2 separate regions of the Rattus norvegicus genome follow, and region 2 is linked to region 1. The links are chromatin contacts, called in public Hi-C maps. All regions are on one chromosome and are shown on one strand. The core of a region is the stretch at or near the end of the contact, and the rest is flanking DNA. Distances in the headings are between cores, read along the strand shown. Region 1 holds the start of Gtf3c1 (general transcription factor IIIC subunit 1). Region 2 overlaps Katnip (katanin interacting protein).

Evidence for each region. Hi-C and Micro-C count contacts between places; a contact is called where the count stands out from the background.
Region 2: a Hi-C map of liver shows a contact between it and region 1, with 2.5 times the contacts expected there. The contact joins the enhancer-like site here to the promoter of Gtf3c1 in region 1. A contact is called at or near these places in 2 of 12 Hi-C or Micro-C datasets (both in liver).

What each region holds. Positions count from the first base shown.
Region 1 is chr1:189,698,994-189,703,241 of GRCr8, reverse strand. Gtf3c1 (general transcription factor IIIC subunit 1) reads left to right here and starts at 2,394. Exons shown (of 37, transcript NM_133541.2): 1 at 2,394-2,666. The coding sequence starts at 2,446. It overlaps Katnip (katanin interacting protein), which reads right to left and starts at 2,192. Exons shown (of 28, transcript NM_001395755.1): 1 at 2,157-2,192. The coding sequence starts at 2,163.
Region 2 is chr1:189,735,126-189,739,373 of GRCr8, reverse strand. All of the region lies in intron 2 of Katnip (katanin interacting protein), which reads right to left. Among named protein-coding and RNA genes, the nearest start is that of Katnip, 36 kb to the right of the region's middle. Within about 2 kb of position 1,808, at least 3 of the 93 cell types and tissues checked have an H3K27ac peak or open chromatin away from gene starts, as enhancers often do. A contact at or near this core is called in liver, where this site is marked.

The DNA.
Region 1 (4,248 bases), core at 1,145-3,644:
TCATTGGCCAAAAGAGCATAATTCTTAGTAGAAGTTAGGATTCTAAAGCAGAGGAGTTCAGCTTCCTCCTTTTGGCTCTTTGAGGCAAGATCTCACTGTGTAGGTCAAACTGGCCTTGAAGTCATGATTCTGCCTCAGCCTCCAAGTGCTGGGATAACAGGCATGCAGACCCCGTGTGCATCTGGCTTAGATGATTCCTATTAAGTTAGACATGGAGAATAGGGAAAATATAAAATAAACCATGTATAGTTATCATGCCAATAATCTTAATTAATCAGGAGGCTGAGGCAAAAGGTTCAAAAATTCAAAGCTAGCCCAGGCAACTGACTGAGACTTTGTCTTAAAAGAGATAGGACAGCCACTTGGTACATAGCTCAGCTGTGGGGCAACTGCCTAGGACAGCACTTGGTATAGAGCTCAACTGTGGGGCAACTGCCTAGCACAACTGAGGTCATGAGTTTAATCCCTAGTCCTAAAAAAGTAAAAGGAAAGAAAGAGAGAAAGCCAATTAAATGGCATGATAGCATGTGATCCCTGCACCCAGGAGACTAAGAGGACTGGGAACTCAGATTCATCTTTGTCTATACAGCAAGTTTGAAACTAGACTGAGCTACCTAGACCCTGTCCCAAAACAAAACCAAGAAGGGAAAGAAAGGGAGAGAAGAATTATAAAACTATCCTTTTTTTTTCTAATTGGGGGAGGGGTATGCACAGCTATTTTCATTTCCAATATCTACATCCAGGAGTCAAAGTTTAACTGCTTCTTGTTTAAGACAGGCAGGCCCTCCCTATGTAGCTTAGCTTTGGTTGACCTGGAACTCACTTTGTAGAACAGGCCATCCCAGAACTCACAGAGATCTCCTAAGTACTGGGAAAAGAGACACCCACCACCACTACTGGCCTGATGTCAATTCTAAGTGAACTGTTGTTTTAAAATTTTGTATTTATGTGGCAACATCACAGATATAATACGTGCTTATATTGCTTGAAGGTCTTTTAAAGGAAAGGCTTAAAGGAGTCCGAGGCATTCAAGATTCAAGAACTACTGTTCTACAGCAGCACTATGTGGACTTTCCCACAGGGCAAACTGATAAAAACACTTTTTTTATAGCGTATCAAGTACAAAGGACAAAGGCATCCTTTAAGTATATGTAACACATTCAATGGTAACATGTCTTTCCATGCTGTGTCCACTGGCTTTTACAGGAATGCAGAAGTAAGTGGCAGTAATGAACTGTGAAACAGCAGGTTAGCATGGACCCTTGCAGTCTCCACAAACATCAGTGTTCCCATCTGAAAAGCTGGATATCACAATAGCTATTCCCAGGGTGCTTCTGAGTGCCCAAAGTGATTCTAACCAGGCTGCCTCTGGCCTTAGAACTAACTGGCTGTCACAGTTTGAAACTTGCTCCTAAAAACACTTGACTAGATCTGAGTAGCTGCTTCTGGACAGATTGGCAACTGGTTTTCAGTCACAGCCCACCAAACTTGCCCCTGTAGACATGTGCACTGGCAAGCTCTGGAATGAAAGGCTTCAGATTTCAAACCCCCATAATTCTACTTCAGACACAATGTCCAGGAGTCTTACTCATGCTGCCTCTTTATTAGCTATTTGACTTTGGGCAGGCAAGTTGCTTGTCTTCTCTTAACCTCAGCTCCCTCGCCTGTAAATTAAGTAACTATTCCAAAGGACTACTGTGAAACGTTTGCCCTTGTCAGTAGTTACAGAAACCCTAGCACTGAACAGTACTTAGTTAACGTGAATTATCAACAATACCAAAGCACATAAAAGTATTCCCAGCCGTTTCCCTCCACTCCTGATGCCAGTAGTTGACAAACCTACTCCCAGAGGACACGCTTACCTCCAACCAATTTCCACATACCCATTGCCCATCCCAGGACCCCCGCAATCCTCCTCAAGCCTCCCCAACGCCAATCCCTTTCCTCCCCCCTCCCTAGGTATGAGGGATTCCTACACAACCACTCCCAGTCAAGGTCCCAATCCCGCACCGCCCATCCCGTACCGCCAGAACCTTCCCCTCAAGCTGGACACTATCTTGGGCCCGGGTCCCTGTGGCTTTGAATTCCACCCCGAGACACCTCCGAAGGATGAGGGACAGCCGCCCAACCTCCCGGCGGGGCCCACGGACACTAACCGTCCATCCCTAGAGGCGGCGGTTCCGGCCTCCCGAACCGGAAGCGGCCCTGACACTGTTTGCAGTTCCCCTGGTTACTACGGGGTTCCGGACCAATGGAGAAGAAACTCATCTCATTGAGCCCGCCCTCGGGTAGCGTGACGTCACGGCGGAGCTCTGGGACTCCCTCTCAGCTCTGGGCAGCTGACCCGCCTTCCCTAGGCCTTGGGTCGCTGTACGCAGGCGCATTGGGTCCTGGCCTCGGCGGCGAGGTGCGCAGGCGCTCCGGGCGCTGCTAACTGAAGAGGCCATGGACGCGCTCGAGTCGTTGTTGGACGAGGTGGCCCTGGAGGGGCTCGACGGCCTGTGCCTGCCCGCGCTGTGGAGCCGCCTGGAATCCCGCTCGCCTGCCTTCCCTTTGCCGCTGGAACCCTACACGCAGGAGTTTCTGTGGCGGGCCTTAGTCACGCACCCGGGCATCAGTTTCTACGAGGAGCCGCGAGAGCGACCTGACCTGCAGCTCCAAGACCGGTCAGCTACCAGGGATGGGGCGGGGGCTGAGAGCCTGGAGGGGGACGGGATGGTGCGTGCGTTGCAAAGCGGGTATCGTGGGACGTGGGGGATGGGCGCGGGAGGCGAGCTAACCTGAGCTCTGCGCCCTAGCAGGCCCGAGTATGATGAGCTGGGGGAGGGGGCATCCGCTGTGACCTAACTGTTTCCCAGTGTGTTGAGAGAGTCTAAAGAGTTCCTTTAAGTTGGATGATAGGACGGGAGTAGGAAAGTGGTTGAAAAGTGGAACCAGGTGAGGTCCTTCAGGGGCCTCTAGGGAGCATTCGTTCTGAAAGCTAAGGCAACTAACTGGAGGTCTGCACAGCACCAAACATAGCAGTGAAATAGTAGCCGATGTGTATTGGGCACTTTCCATAAGTGGGTCCTGAGACCCAGTTCTGAAAGTGACAGAACTCAGTAGAGCAGTTCCGAGACTCTGAGCGAGACACTATTGTCTTTTCATTTTGCAGAGGAGAAAACTGACCACAGAGAGGTTAAGGCACAAGTACAGGATTCAGGGATTGCTAAATGCACGTTTTCCTTCTATCCGTCCCTGTTGAGGAATAGAACCCAGCTCCTTGAGTGCTCTAGACACGAGCACTACCACTTGAGAACACCCTTAGCCTCGGCCCGCCCCTTTACAGTGTTTTGTTACGGGCTGACAATATAGTCCATTGTGACTTCATACCCTCCTGCCTCTGCACCCTTGCACTTGTATTGCAGACATGCCCCACCGTGCCCTGCAAGTCGGAATTCTTAAGCTATATTATGAAGGTCAGAGGAGGTTTGTAGAGGTAATGATGAACTTACCTAGAGGTAAGTTTAGATTTAGGTGGCCACTTGGCAAAGAGTGCTCTGAACAGGCAACACCAAGTGGGATAGCTTAACAGGGGATAAGTAAACTGCATGCACCTGAAGTGTCAGCCGGAAACAGAGAATGGGGAGTGATTGTTGCCACTTAACGTGTGCTTATTGTGAGGTGTGACTGTATGAGATACTTACATGGTGCAGAAAGCTTTGCAATACCCTGAAAGAGGTGGGTATTCTGAAGAGAAAACGAGGCTCAGGGGTGAAGTGGTCATCAACTAAGAATCCAGGAAATTTAGGTCCAGGATCTACTCTACCTTTGACTAAATTTGTCCGAGAAAGAACCTGTGATTATCTAATGCCCTTGATGAAGCCATCCTTTACTATAAAGACAGAAGGAAGTCACTGGAGGGAGAGTGAGACTGGTGACAGTGAAGCTGAGAGACCTAGCCACAACCAGTCAGGGACTGGTTTATCATGGTGGGGTGGGAATGAAGAAAGTGTGGGATCAAGACATCCCAGAGAGCCCTGCCTAGTAGCACACACCTGTAAGCCCTGCAGGCAGGCTCCGGCAGGAGGATCTGAAATCAAGACCAGCTCCAGTTATATGGTGAGAACGTATGTTTAAAAAAGACAATCCGATGGTGGTGGCAGTGCATGACTTTGGGCAGAGGAGATCTCTGAGGTTGAGGCCAGCCAGGTTTACAAAGTGAGTTCCAGGACAGCCAGGGCTACCTTGAAAAAACAAATTAATTGA
Region 2 (4,248 bases), core at 559-3,058, 37 kb before region 1:
TGGCAGAAGCTGGCAGGAAAAAAGTCAGGCTTGCAGACTGCTCTGTTTTCAAAATGAAAGGAAGGGCTCAAGAGTCTTTCTGGCCCCCAAGGTAGTGTTTAACCAACCAAGGAACGTATTCTTAAGGGTGAGAGTAGCCCACCACCTTTATGGGCTCTGGGCCCCTAGGAACAAGACATTTTCATAAGAGCCTGCTCTCAACCAGATCTGAGCGAGTCCACTGCTGCACTGTACCCCTGCCAGATCACACAGGCACTCTGAGAAAAGAGATAGAATCCAATGAAATAGGAAAGACAGAACACTGTATATTCACTGTCACCTGGGACTGGGCCTTTCTAGTCCCTAGAACCCATCTGAAAGGGACTCATAGGGGTCCTAGGAAAAGGTACAGAAAGCTGGTTCAAATATCCCAATGTCCTCCAGTGGGGATAGCTAAACCCTCTGCAATACATCTGTCCCCATTAGTCCTCTTTGTTTGTTTGTTTGTTTGATTGATTGATTGATTGATTGATTGACTGACTTTTTGAGACACATTTTCACTCTGTGGCCCAGGATGGCCTAGAACTCTCTATGTAGCCGAGGCTAGCCTTGAACTTCTACTTAGCTTCTCAAATTATAGGTATGTCACCATGCCCAGTTTTGTTTTGCTTTAGATGAAAATTATTTGTGTTTTTTTTAAATCAGCATATATTTGAACCTTTACAACAGGTTAAAAAGACATGAGCCAATAGCTACTCAAGATAGACAATGCTATAAACTGAGCCAAAACCACCACAAATGCTACACATATTTTGTGGGCCATTCAGCCAAGCACACACGCAAAGAAAGGTACAGAAGAATGCACGCCAGGTTTCAGTGGCAATTGTTACTCCAAGAGAGGTTAGGGGAAAATGGAAAAAAGAATTAGCATTTCAGCCTGGTTAACAGTAACTTTTTATCTATAAGCAAGCTAGTTTTGAGTGTTATTTAAATAACAAGTCAAATCACCTTCTCTCCTCCAAAACAGACAATCAAATAATAAGTGAATAGGATCGTGGCTCTTCAGTTCTAGATAGCCTCCAGAGAATCACTGCTGCTCCCTCTGCAGTGAGATGATGGAGGTGCCTGCAGTCTGCTGTGGGCCACCTTCCTAGCATTCCCCTGAAACTTTTCACACCTTTATCTGACTTGCCAGACCTTCTTTTCATCCCATTCTTTCCCATTCACCCTATCCAACATAACAGCTACCAGCCCCTTCCCAGTACCCTCCACTGCTGCCCCCAAACAGCCATCAGCTTGCTGGGGCTCCACAGTGGCTCACCTGGATCCCCTGCTCTAGCCCATGCTGCTCCCTCTACAGATCTTTTGTTTCCCAGAGATCCCAGTGGCTTATCACTTCCTCTAAGCTCAACAGGAACTTCCTCAAGTCCTGACCTAACAACTCTCACACTCTGTGCTGCCTCAACCTCAGCCCAGTTGTTTTTCTGATGTTCTTCGTATTTCATTTATTGCTCAGAGTCTGTCTCTAACCACGATGGCACATATTAAAGGTGAAGGAATAAACAGATGAATGATGACAGAGTCTTCACCATCAAGCCGTTCACCCTGTGTGCTATGTGTTCCTTCTCACAGGGGACTGCTTGTGGCCCCTGTGATCTTGCTTGCAGTTGACACTGATTCTGTTCCTCTTCTCCCCGTTTCTGCCAACTAAAGCTGCTTCAGTGCGATTCTTCCCGAAGCCCCTGTCTTACAGACTGAAGTCTTTCTTCCCTGGACCCTGAGCCTTTCTCCACCATTGCATGGTTAGGAAAGCCTAGGGCTCTGTGCTGGGTAAAGGATTTGCCAAGGGTTTTGTGTGCACAAGGTCACCAGATCATCCCAACTGTAGAGCAGCCATTGCTATCCTCCCTGTTTTCCAGCTGCAGAAGGTGAAGCACTGAGCCAGCAGCCAAGAAGGGGAGGAAGAGGTTGAGGTAGAGCCTAGCCTCGCTGACTCCATGGTCTCCATGAAACTCGAAGCTCTGAGACTTCTGCAAGGAAAAAGTGCCAAGCAAGCTCTCTAGACAAGAGTCAACCATGGCTCCCACTGAGCACAAAGGACAGACTGACATCACAGACCTCGGACACTGGCCAGCCCTCCCTGACACCACATCTAGCCTGAGGACCTTTCATTTGTCAAATAAAAACAAGCAGCTGGACTGTGGACTCAACCCTGTTTTGTTTGTCACAAGTCACAGTCTAAGATTCCTGGAAGCTGGTCAAGACCTGTGACCGTGCTGCTGGCTGCGGGTGGCCCAGGAGCCAATAATCCTAGGAAGCTTAGATTAGAAGGTCTAGGATATTCTCTCTTATCCTCTCTTCTTCCATCCATCCCTCCCTCCTTCCCCACTTCCCTCACTCATCACTATTTAGCCCACATCTTCCTGCCTGGGTGCTGATGGGATAGAGGCCTGACTACTCTCCTAAGGGGGTAAACAAATTTAGAAGTCATTGGATTTTCTGCCAGATGAACTAAGAAAGCAGGAAGGCTAAATTAGTCATGGTGGCTCCTTCCTATAATCACAGCACCTGGAATGATGAGGCAGGAGGATTAGATGAACTTCACTGGACCAGTGAAGTCTACCTGGCAAGACCTCTTCTGAAGAGACAAAGAAAAGAAAAAAATAAGAAATAAAGAAAGGAAGCCAGAGAACTGGCCTGCACCAAGCATGAAGACTGTTGAAGTAAGAGTGAACTATCAAAATAGAAGCTGAGAAGAGGACATCCCGGGAGCTTACAGACATCTGCTCATGACCCTCCCTACTCTTGGATTCTGAAAAGCACCCCCTCTTCAGAGCCTTGCATTGCAGTACACAGACCCCTTCTGCTGCCTCCAGATAGACTTTAAAAAAAAAAAATTCAAGTCCTGAGTAATGCAAGACTTTGCAGAGGTACTATAAGAAATAATAGCATTACATGGAAAACACTTACCTCAGTGCCTGGCTATGGTAAATAACACCCACCCTGTGGCTGCTAATATTATCATAATCAAGCCTCAAGGACATCCTATTACAGGAACTGAGCAGATTCATCATCTTACCCTGCCATCTAAATTACTCTTCCTGGGAAGGGTGGCATGCCATGGGACTTTGTCCTTGGTCCCATCTCAGGCCATAATTTTATCAATGGCTGTTAGAGGCTGTTTATAAAGTCTGAGGATGACATCTAGATGGGAGACAAATGGATGACGGAATCTAAGTTCAGGACAATTTTGACAGGGCAGAGATGGGCCATGGAAGGTTTGCTAGACTGCATTGGGAAGGGAAAGGTCCCAGACAAGGAAGCAGTGGGAGAGGAAGCACAACTGAAGGAAAGTTCACAAGAGTGAAGACGGAGTGTAAAGTCCGCAGTATGGGCTGGGGAGACGGCTTCATGCTGTGCAAGCCTAGAGGCCTGAGCTCTGGTCCCTAGCACAGATGTAAAAGGCAGGCACGGCCATGCAGGGCTGCAACCCCAGTGCTGGAACAGGCAGTCCTTGCAGCTCACTGTTTCCATAGCCTAGCCTAATGAGGAGTTGCAGGTTCAGTGAGAGACTGATGGTGAGCAATTGAGGAAGACACTGGACACTGACCTCTGATCTACACACACCCGCATACGTGTATTCAGAAAGCTAGCGATGTGCTGTAACTCCAAAAACTATTGGCACGACACAAACAATAAGTATACTAGGAACACTGGCCCTAAGCTACATGTGGTGGTGCATACCTATAACCCAAGCACTTGGGAGGTAAGGTGACACCCTGTCAACAAAGAAAGGGAGGACGAAGGAAACCAGAGGGATGTTTGCTCAGAACAAGAGAGGAAGATATGTACTAAAGTGTTTTAGTATTTCCTGTGCACCAAGCCCCAAGTTGAGCACTTGGCACCCACCACTATTTCAAGGAGCACTTTCATTAGCTTATAAAGTGCCTGTTATTATTTTTGTCCTCCTTTGACAGGTGAGGAGGTGAGGCATAACGAAGTGAAGAGACTTTGCCAAGTAGGCTGGAGCAAAAGAACATCTAAACCAGTCATCACTAGAGAGCACACAGTCCCGACAGTCTACACTAACTCCATAGCTGGGCTTTTTCATGGTTTCCGAGGCAGAGGAAGGTGGCTAGGAAGATGGACATCATGCTATGAGAAGTCACCATGAGCACTGATCAGACTGGATCAGCTCAGGCACAGGAGAGCAACTCTGCACAGTAGTCTCTCCTCACCCACATCCAAACAAGCAACACCACTTAAACC